Linked DNA regions of Sus scrofa: region 1 is linked to region 2. A link is a contact called in public HiChIP or PLAC-seq data. All regions are on one chromosome and are shown on one strand. The core of a region is the stretch at or near the end of the contact, and the rest is flanking DNA. Distances in the headings are between cores, read along the strand shown.

Evidence for each region. HiChIP or PLAC-seq counts read pairs in DNA pulled down with a chosen protein or histone mark.
Region 1: an H3K27ac HiChIP or PLAC-seq map of alveolar macrophages shows a contact between it and region 2. The contact joins the promoter of FBXO4 here to the promoter of OXCT1 in region 2. A contact is called at or near these places in 2 of 47 Hi-C or Micro-C datasets (epiblast stem cells and psoas muscle) and 1 of 2 datasets of contacts at active chromatin or transcription factors (alveolar macrophages).

Annotation. Positions count from the first base shown.
Region 1 is chr16:26,705,181-26,710,232 of Sscrofa11.1, reverse strand. It overlaps FBXO4 (F-box only protein 4), which reads right to left and starts at 2,756. Exons shown (of 8, transcript XR_002339734.1): 1 at 2,541-2,756; 2 at 474-709.
Region 2 is chr16:26,657,142-26,662,257 of Sscrofa11.1, reverse strand. OXCT1 (3-oxoacid CoA-transferase 1) reads left to right here and starts at 2,519. Exons shown (of 17, transcript NM_213938.1): 1 at 2,519-2,672. The coding sequence starts at 2,595. It overlaps LOC106505880 (a long non-coding RNA gene), which reads right to left and starts at 3,463. Exons shown (of 3, transcript XR_001300716.2): 1 at 2,942-3,463.

The DNA.
Region 1 (5,052 bases), core at 1,507-4,006, 48 kb before region 2:
AATGCAATACACTATAGTTGGTCAATAACATTAATTCTCTCACCTACATGATATTCAAAAGGGTTAATGTGTTCAGGTGATAACAAAATCTTATTTCTCAGAACCTTAAGAATGGTTTTCTTGCCTGCAAAAGAACCGCTTTCTGAACTCTGGCCATCCTTTTTCTGGATATGGAAAAGTATTTACCATTAACAAAACGATAAGTGTTCTACTAAAGGTAGTAAAATTTTTAAGAAGTTTTACTTCTTGCCATATGAACTATCTATAATTATTCAAATACTCTAGTCAGGTACTAGAGGAAAAACAACAAAATGTGAAAGCTATGAAGGTTTCTATGAAGGAAGTTACTTAACCCCAATTTTTACAAAAGGACACTTAGACTCAAAATTCATGAAAGAAATTAACTTAGACTATTGACTTTAATATAGTCAAATTTAATATCTTCTTTTTAATTCATAAAATTAGATACTTACACTGCCATGTAGTCAAAAAATGAACCAGCAGTGACCTCAAATATAGGCTTTTTTAAGATTTCTAGATCTGGAAGAGACTTCCAGTCAACAGAAGACCAAGAAGGAAGATCCCTCAACAGAAAATATCTCCACAGAATTGGATCTCGTACAGTTTCATTCCAATAGTGACTTGTACTTCCCAGCTGACATAAATCATGAGGTGAAAGAAATGACAAAATATATAGCTGTACATCAATCTGTAATAGAGGTAAGAACAAGTAGGTAAAAGGGATGAATAATTTATCTTAGCAAACAGCTTTTTGATAATAAATTATAAAATAACAAATAATTACATTATACTAGGAGACCAAAGGTGAACTGAACAGTGTTTCATTTTAATAATTAAATCCATCATAATAAGCTACAAAATTAACAAAGACTATTTTATACTAGATAACCAAAGATCGACTTAATAGTCCATGTTTTTAAAAGTTAAATCTGGGAGTTCCCGTCGTGGCGCAGTGGTTAACGAATCCGACTAGGAACCATGAGGTTGCGGGTTCGGTCCCTGCCCTTGCTCAGCGGGTTAACGATCCGGCGTTGCTGTGAGCTGTGGTGTAGGTTGCAGACGCGGCTCGGATCCCGCATTGCTGTGGCTGTGGCGTAGGCTGGTGGCTACAGCTCCGATTCGACCCCTAGCCTGGGAACCTCCATATGCCGCGGGAGCGGCCCAAGAAATAGCAACAACAACAGACAAAAAGACAAAAGACAAAAAAAAAAAAGTTAAATCTGGAGTTCCCATCGTGGCTCAGCGGAAATGAACCTATTATCCAGGAGGACCCAGGTTCCATCCCTGACCTCACTCAGTGGGTTAAGGATCACTTGTTGCTGTGAGCTGTAGTGTAGGTCGCAGACACGGCTCAGATCTGGCATTGCTGTGGTGTAGGCCAGCAGCTACTTAGACCCTTAGCCTGGGAATCTCCATATGCCAAGGGTGTGGCCTAAACCCTCCCCCCCAAAAAGGTTAAATCTATCATCCTTAAGTTAATTTCCTGCCACCCAGACAGAATCATAAATGAACACTTAATTTTTGAGACACTGAAACATTCCTAAAAAACATCTGACGTTCTGGTATTTTTCAAGGAAAATAACCAATTCATTTAATTTCTCCCCATGGATATTTTTTGCCACATCATTTACCTGAATAAATTAATGAAATAATTTATTCTTCAAAACAAAATCTTTATCAAGTGGATAAACTTCCCATTTTACCATTGATCAAAGAGTAAATATGTCAGCAGAGTTCTTCCATAAAATTCCCTTATTTCAAAGAACTTTGGCAAGGAAGAGAATCTGGAGGCAATTTAAGCCTGCAGTTTTCAATTCCTGATGCACATTAGACGGGGTGGTGTCAATAGCCTAGCTGAGATACAGAATTTTAATAATTTCTAAGAATTCCTCCTCTCAGTTTTCCCATCTACCTGAAAAGTTTGACAATAAACGATGCGTGTTATTCTTTTGGCCTGCTGTAACTTGAGGCGCTTGTAACTTATTAGTCATTTGTTTTCAGCTGACCGGCAGGTTTGTTACTTGAAATATACTGTAAGATAAAAGCTGCAAAACCCTCGGAGAGTGCTTTGCGGGACCCCCAGGTGTTTTTGTACAAGGAGCCTGGGAAGATGCTAAGAATACAGATGCTGGATGCTTTCCCACGCTAACCGGAACGTCTGGAACGGATTCCACATTTCCCTAACCTGATGAAGTTTGGGGTGTCCCTGTCCCTGGACCTGTGCCGGGGGTAGAAACCCTGAGGGTGACGTGGCTGGTTACCAGGGCGCCCCTGAAGGTGAGTTTCGCGGCGACCTTAGGCCAGGTGCTTGGCACCAGCGGTCAACACCACGGCCTTTCTTGCTCATCTGCTGCTCCCTTGATGAGACTGCCCGGAATGGTTGTAGGGAGGTGGCGAGACACAGGCCAGGCCCACAGAGGAGACACAGACCAGGCCCACAGAGGACCCCCGAAGCCGCCCAAGCGAGCGCCCCTCCCGGCCCGGCCCTGGGTCCTCCGCGGCCGGCGACCGACGCTCACCGGCAGCCGCGACAACGGATTGCCCTCCTCGTCCGCCTCCTCCGGAGAGGCCCTTGGAGCCGCCCTCTCCTTCCCCACCGACTGCCAGAAGCTCCTCCAGCCGCTGAGGATGGCAGCCTCCAGGCGACCCCAGTCGCTGTGATGCGGCTGAGGAGAACTGCCTCGGCTGCCAGCCTCGCTTCCCGCCATTGCCGTCGGCGCGGTAAGCAACGCACGTCAGCCTTCCGGCTCCCTCGCCCCGCCCCCTTCTCCCCTCCACCTCCCCCGCCTTCCCCGCCTCCCTCCCTCTAGTCCCTCCCAAGCTCCGCCCCCCCGGCCGGTCCATCACCAATCCCACTCTGGTGGAGAAACCTCCACAGCATGGAAGGTAACGGAGAAATGGCCCAATTCGGGGTCTTTCCCGTCTGAGCCTGAGGCTCCCACCAACAGTCATTGCCCCCTTCGCTTTGGGTGCGCTGACCTCTCCCGTTGCTATAAAATCTCTCGCCCTCTGCCCCTTTATTTTACTTCGTTATTTTATCCCAGGTGTTCCCTCTGTTTGGGACCCATTTCCACTTTGCCTGAGGCCTGGATGACTCCTACTTACTCAGTAGATGGCCTTCTTCCACTGTTTGGTGCTTAGTAGCTGTACATAACCTGGTTTAAACTCACTGTCAACCAGCAATTGCTTACAATATCCAGGGCATGCAACCATTCATTCTCTTCGTGAAAATACTCAAATACGGAAATTTCTATATTTTGCAATCAACCTCTGCCCACCGTTGTCTTATTGTCTCAATTGTCAAAATATTCTGACATATAACCAAAAGTCATCCATTAAAATTTAATCCCATTTTTTTAAAGTCTTCAAAAGAGAAGATAGGATCAGTAACTTCATAAAACCATTGAAGCCTTTAAGGATAGTGATAGGCTACAGGAAACATAAGTTGTAAGTATACAAATATTTAAATACATATATTTAACATAATATAGTTCTCTTTGTGGCTTAGCGGTAACCACCCCAACTAGTATCCATGAGGATGTGAGTTCAATCCCTGGCCTCCCTCAGTGGGGTGGGGTAAAGATCCCATGTTGCTCTGAGGTGTAAGTGGAAGACATGGCTTTGATCTGACATTGCTGTGGCTGTGGTGTTGGCCAGCAGCTGCAGCTCTGATTTGACACCTAGCCTGGGAACTTCCATATGCTGTGGGTGTGGCCCTAATAATAATAATAGTAGTAATAATATGTATCAATCTCTCTCTGAATCTCTCTCTCCCTATCTATTGCTATATCCATATATGTATTCCACCTAAGGAGTGCTTAATGCTTAACAATGGACACAACGTTTATAAGCTTGTTATGAGCTTGTATTTACACTTCAAAAGTAAATAAATGGGGATGTAAATGTCAAATAACACCGCATTCCCTTTTTTGGCTCAGCAGTGACAAACCTGACCGGTAACCATGAGGACATGGATTCAATCCCTGGCCTTGCTAGAGCGGGTTAAGGATCTGTCTTGCCATGAGCTGTGGTGTAGGTTGCCGACATCACGCAGATCTGGCAGTTGCTATGGCTGTTACAGCTCCGATTCGACCCCTAGCCTGGGAACTTCCATTTGCCACAGGTGAAGCCTTAAAAAGACTAAATAAATAAATGTCAAATAACAGAAATCCAATAAAGCCTGATAACTGAGGTTGTGACATGTGAATTTTAAAGTTTCATTGCTTATTTACATGCCATTGCAAGGCGCCAACAACCAATCCAATTTCAGGTTTTCTTCAAGGCTGTACTGACAAGAAAAAGAACCATGAATTTATTGGCATTTCTCCTTTCTCTAGGACCAGGAAAGAACACAAGGCCAGGGATCAAACCCACATCCTCATGGATACTAGTTGGGTTCATTAACATTGAGCCACCACAGGAACTCCCAACGTAATCTATTTTTAAATAGGGTATGTGTAATATTTAGATGACTAATATTTGTTAAATGCATCTGACTTGTGAGTTGAGTGAGACCAGAAAGGCAAGAGACCAGAAGCCAAGTCAATCAAACTGATTGGTGAATGTAGAAGTTGGGTACACAGCAGGTATATATACATTTGGAGGAGGCTGGGCTGGGACTGAAAAATTTATGAAAATCAATGGTAGGTTTTCTTCTGAACATACTTATAACAAACACTTGCAATGCCTATCCAGCCAACGATTTCTTCTCTGAAAACTGCTTCCCATTAGAATGGCCAGGACCACTTGAACTTAGAAAAGGGCATTGAGTGCTTGCTCACTGGCCAGAACAAGTTTGTCAGTTATTCTGGTTGATGAGTATTTTATTTTTCAGCATGATGAGGCATGCCAATATACAGAACTGGCCATTAAGTAAAATAATAGTAGTAGCTAACTCTTTTGAACTCTTACCATGTGCTAGGCCCTGAAGAAAGCACTTTGAATATTAACTCTTCAATAACCTGTGAGGCAGGTACTATTATTATCCCTGTGGTAAACAATAGCAAAGCACAGATTGGTTAAATAGTTTAT
Region 2 (5,116 bases), core at 1,270-3,769:
TCAACCTGGAGAAATCTTCCAACTGTGATGGCAGAATATCCTTTCAGTAATGAGAGATGATGCTAATACATCATATTTGGGGGGAATTTAAATAAAAATCCCTCCAGAGTTCCCTTGTGGTGCAGTGGGTTAAGAGTATGGCATTGGGAGTTCCCGTCGTGGCTCAGCAGTTAATGAACCTGGCTGGCATCCATGAGGACGCAGTTCAATCCCTGGCCTTGCTCAGTGGGTTAAGTAAGGACCTGGTGTTGCCGTGAGCTGTGGTGTAGATCAGAGACTCGGCTCAGATCCCGAGTTGCTGTGGCTGTGGTGTAGGCTGGTGGCTACAACTCCGATTGGACCCCTAGCCTGGGAACCTACATATGCCACAGATACAGCCCTAAAAATGAGAGAAAGATAAAAAAAAAAAAAAAAAAAAAAAAAAGAGTATGGCACTGCAGCAGCATGGGTCGCTGATGTGGCATGAGCTCAATCCCTGGCCCAGGAACTTACTTTTTTTAAATTACTCAATGAATTTTATTACATTTATAGTTGTACAACGATCATCAGACCCAGGAACTTTCTTGAAGATATTCATATATTATTTTAAAAGTACAAAATGGAGTCGTAAAGTCACCAAAAATTAGAACAGTGTGTTTCAATCATGGAGTAATGAGGCTGATTTTTTTCATAAGATTTAGAATTTAGCATAAGACTTAAAATGTGTTTTTTCCTCAGCCAGGAGGAACAGAGTGAGACCAGTCAAGAGTGAGTCATATGACCACTCTTGGACCAAGTTGCCAATGCTGTTTTTCATTTCATGTGTCCTCTAGAAGGGCAAAAGTGGAAAAGCAGAGCCAATTGTGAAAGTTAGCTTTTTCACAGTCAGACCCATACAGTGGCTGTTAAATGCTATTTTAGGACTAGCAATGGGACTTTAGTTCTAATACCTGAAATTCCCCTCTAGCCAACATCTCAAAATGTGTTGAAATTATAGAGCATCAAGAAGTGAATTTCTCCCTGAGTAATTTGACAGGCTAACCTGGTATTTTATTCCCTCAATGACTTTAATTAAAATTATAGTATTCAGGAGTTCTCGTTGTGGCACAGCAGAAACGAACTGGCTAAGTACCATGAGGTTGTGGGTTTGATCCCTGGCCTCGCTCAGTGAGTTAAGGATCTGGTGTTGCTGTGAGCTGTGGTGTAGTTGGGCAGCTACAGCTCCGATTAGACCCCTAGCCTGGGAAGCTCCACATGCCGAGGGTGCAGGCCCTAAAAGGACAAAAAAAAAAAAAAAAAAAAAAATTATAGTATTCATAGGAAAAAAGAATTTGGAGTTAAAAGAATACCATGGAAGGGCAAGTGTTTTTACCGATAGACTTTTAACTGTACTGTGATTGTCCCTTGCTTCAGTGTACTAAGAAAGCTAAGAGCTCATTTAATTTTCTTGTTTGCTTTGCTTTGGTTCAACACAGCCACATTCCCAGGCCATGGTCTGCCCTTAATCAAACATTTGCTGACTTTCCACTTGGTCCTTCCTCTCAGCTGCTAAGTGCATAGATGGTTCACAAGAAATCAGACTTGACTCACATCAAGGAGCTGGTTAAAGGTATGGCTTTTAGAGACTATATGCCATGTCATGCACTACTGCAGCTTGAATAAATTTTTGTAATGCCCAAGATTTATTGCTTGTTTATAATGGGGCCAGAAACTTTGCATGAATTACCTCGTGTAATCTTTAAGACAGTATTGAGTATTATAAGCAATTTTAATTTGCAGATAAGGACACTTAGGCTTAGAAAAGTTATGAAACTTGCCTAAGGAGTCAAAGGGATACATAGCTGTATATTTGCCCCTGCTGAGTAATCTCGGTTTGGGGGACTCCAGTGCCAGAAAGATTCTAAAAAATGCAGCCTTGGCTGAAGGGGTTGGAGAAGGTGTGCTAAGATCGGGTCTCAGAGGCCCAGTCCTAATTTTACCTTCTTGCCCAGGGACAATCTTGACCAGGTCTATCTGGTCACACTTCATGGCGGATAGCTCGCGGCAAGTGCGCAGAGCAAACTTACTTTACACAAGCCAGGGACAGTTTCGGAGAAAGGGGGCTGAGAAATGGAAGACACGGCAACGCTGACGAGGCGGGGGAGTGAGGGGCGGTGTGCCTCCCGGGAGGGTTCACTTTTGTACTGCACGCAGGTTCCAGTCTCTGACGTAAAAAAAGCAACAAGCTGGTGAGAGACCCCGCTGTGCTGTTGGACTGCTAGGCCAGGACCTATCCTTGACCTTGGCAAAGACACACACCTACTTAAAGCCGAGGGGCTGCAGCAGCAAATGCGCGCAGCGCGGCTGCCTGGAACACCCCCGACCCCGTGAAGGATAGGCCAGCGCAGTGCTGGGGGCCTTCGCTACTACCCGCTCCGGCCGCGGGCGCCTCCCAGCCTCGCTTCTAGATAAGCCTGGGAGCGGTTGCTGGGGACGTCATCAGAGCGCAGTCGAGCCTCCAGCCCGCCCCTCGCGTGCCTTCCTCTCTCCTCCCGTCCCGCGACGCGGCCCCGGCGGAGCAGTTGACACACTGAGAGGCGCTCCCACCCCGGCCTGCGCCCGCCGCCCTCCCGACCATGGCGGCTCTCACACTCCTCTCCTCCCGCCTGCGCCTCTGCGCCTCCGCCTACCGCTCCGGGGGCGCCTGGTCCCAGGTAAAGTGCGGGTGCAGAGCAAGGCCACGCGCCGGAAGAACGCGGACGAAACCCGAGGGGTGCCGGCGTTTTCTCCTCTGCCGGCACCCACCTTCTCCAGCCTAGGAGCTTGTATCCCCAGCGCCCTACGCCTTCCTTGCCTCGCTGCTCCTCCGCCTGCCTTGTCAGCTTGGTTCTGCACCAGCTTCCTCGAAGGAACGAGAAGAGGCAAAGAAGCGCGCGGAAAAGGCTGTGCAGGGACAGGGGGACGCCTGGCAGCGCCGCAGTACCTTTCAGGGTTTGCTGGCCTCCTCCCGGGCACGCGCTTGGGAAGGGGCTTGGGAAGGGGCTTGGGAAGCCTGTACCGGCTAGGAGGGCTCCCGGGTTAGGGAGGGGGAGGGGTGAGGCCGCAGGGAATGGGGGATCTCCGTCCAAGGGCGCCTCTAGAGGCCCGGAACCCAGGGTCAGGTTAACCAGCAGTCTACCCGAGTACACCGCCAAGTGGGTGGAACGCCGCGCCCACCATCTCCCCTGCATGGCAGCGCCGCTCCTCGGAGGTTGTAAGGGGAACCCGGACTCGCCGCGAGTTCTACCCCGCCGCGCCCACGAGTCTGGCGGTGGCTTGAGCTCGGGCTTCGGGCGCGGGCACCCCTTCTCCCAAGGCCCTTACGTGGGATCCGCGTTATAGGATTTATGTTTTCAAAGCCTTTATGAAACCCCTTTTTTTCCCCCCCGTCTTCATTGCAAAGTCTTCACAAGTGGTATTCCGAGGCGGAGGTGGTTGCCTGACGTGTTTTTGTTTCTTCTTTGGCTCATAGTCTGTTCCTGCTTTAAGCCCAAGTCCGGGTGCGGTTCCTGACCGGAGCCCTTGGAGGCGAGAACTGGATTAGAGCTCTGGCTACAGCTGTCACCTTGCGAGCCTCTTCTTTTGAAAGGGAAATGTTTTTATTTGGATGAGGTGTTTTTTGTTGTTGTTGTTGGGGCCGCTGCCGTGGCATTTGGGAGGTTCCCAGGCTAGGGGTTTAATCTGCTACGATCCGAGCCGCGCCTGCGACCTACACCACAGCTCTCACGGCAACGCCAGATCCTTAACCCACTGAGCAAGGCCAGGGATCGAACCTGCAACCTCATGGTTCCTAGTCGGATTCGTTAACCACTGCTCCAGACGGGGACCCTCTATTTGGATGAGTTTTGTATGATAGTTCTGAGCTTGAAAGCGTGACTTGCCCACACTTGCCTACTCAGGGGAACTTCTGCCTTGCTCCACTGCTCTTCTGATTTCCCCACATCCACTCTGAGAACAGTGAACTCAAAGCGGAGCCATTAAGCCTGGTAGGTAAGTGCTAAGGGATGATTTAGAACTGAAACAGTTTACTCCTAAATGCCTTTTAGGAAACATATCGATGATCACAGACAGTTTAGGAAATAAAAAGCATTGTTAAAAGCGAACTCTGACCTGAAGGCAGATTGCTGTGGGTGCTGAAACTAATGCAAACCTGGACACAGAGATATCTTTGGACCAAGGTCATTAACATTCCTTCTTTTGGCAGTTCCTTATTTGCCTAAATATAATGTACTCATTTTTGCACCTGAGGTAGATTACTAAACTATTCCTCAGGCCAACAAATTTCTTCTCAGACACTAAGCTGCAGACTATGGGTGTTTCTGTTGTCTCATCTCCCCTTTCAAGTTTGATATAAGGTTCAACTCCAGCTTCTTTTTTTTTTTTTTAATAATTTTTTTTTATTTTCCCACTGTACAGCAAGGGGGTCAGGTTATCCTTACATGTATACATTACAATTACAGTTTTTCCCCCACCCTTTCTTCTGTTGCAACATGAGTATCTAGACAAAGTTCTCAATGCTATTCAGCAGGATCTCCTTGTAAATCTATTCTAAGTTGTGTCTGATAAGCCCAAGCTCCCGATCCCTCCCACTCCCTCCCCCTCCCATCAGGCAGCCACAAGTCTCTTCTCCAAGTCCGTGATTTTCTTTTCTGAGATGTTCATTTGTGCTGGATATTAGATTCCAGTTATAAGTGATATCATATGGTATTTGTCTTTGTCTTTCTGGCTCATTTCACTCAGGATGAGATTCTCTAGTTCCATCCATGTTGCTGCAAATGACATTATGTTGTTCCTTTTTATGGCTGAGTAGCATTCCATTGTGTATATATACCACATCTTCCAAATCCAATCATCTGTCATGGACATTTGGGTTGTTTCTATGTCCTGGCTATTGTGAATAGTGCTGCAGTGAACATGCGCGTGCATGTGTCTCTTTTAAGTAAAGTTTTGTCCGGATAGATGCCCAAGAGTGGGATTGCGGGGTCATATGGAAGTTCTATGTATAGATTTCTAAGGTATCTCCAGACTGTTCTCCACAACTCCAGCTTCTCAGTGTGCCTCCAGCACTTTGCACTTAGGGCTCTTACTACAACGTAAACCCTTAAATCCTCAGCTCTTA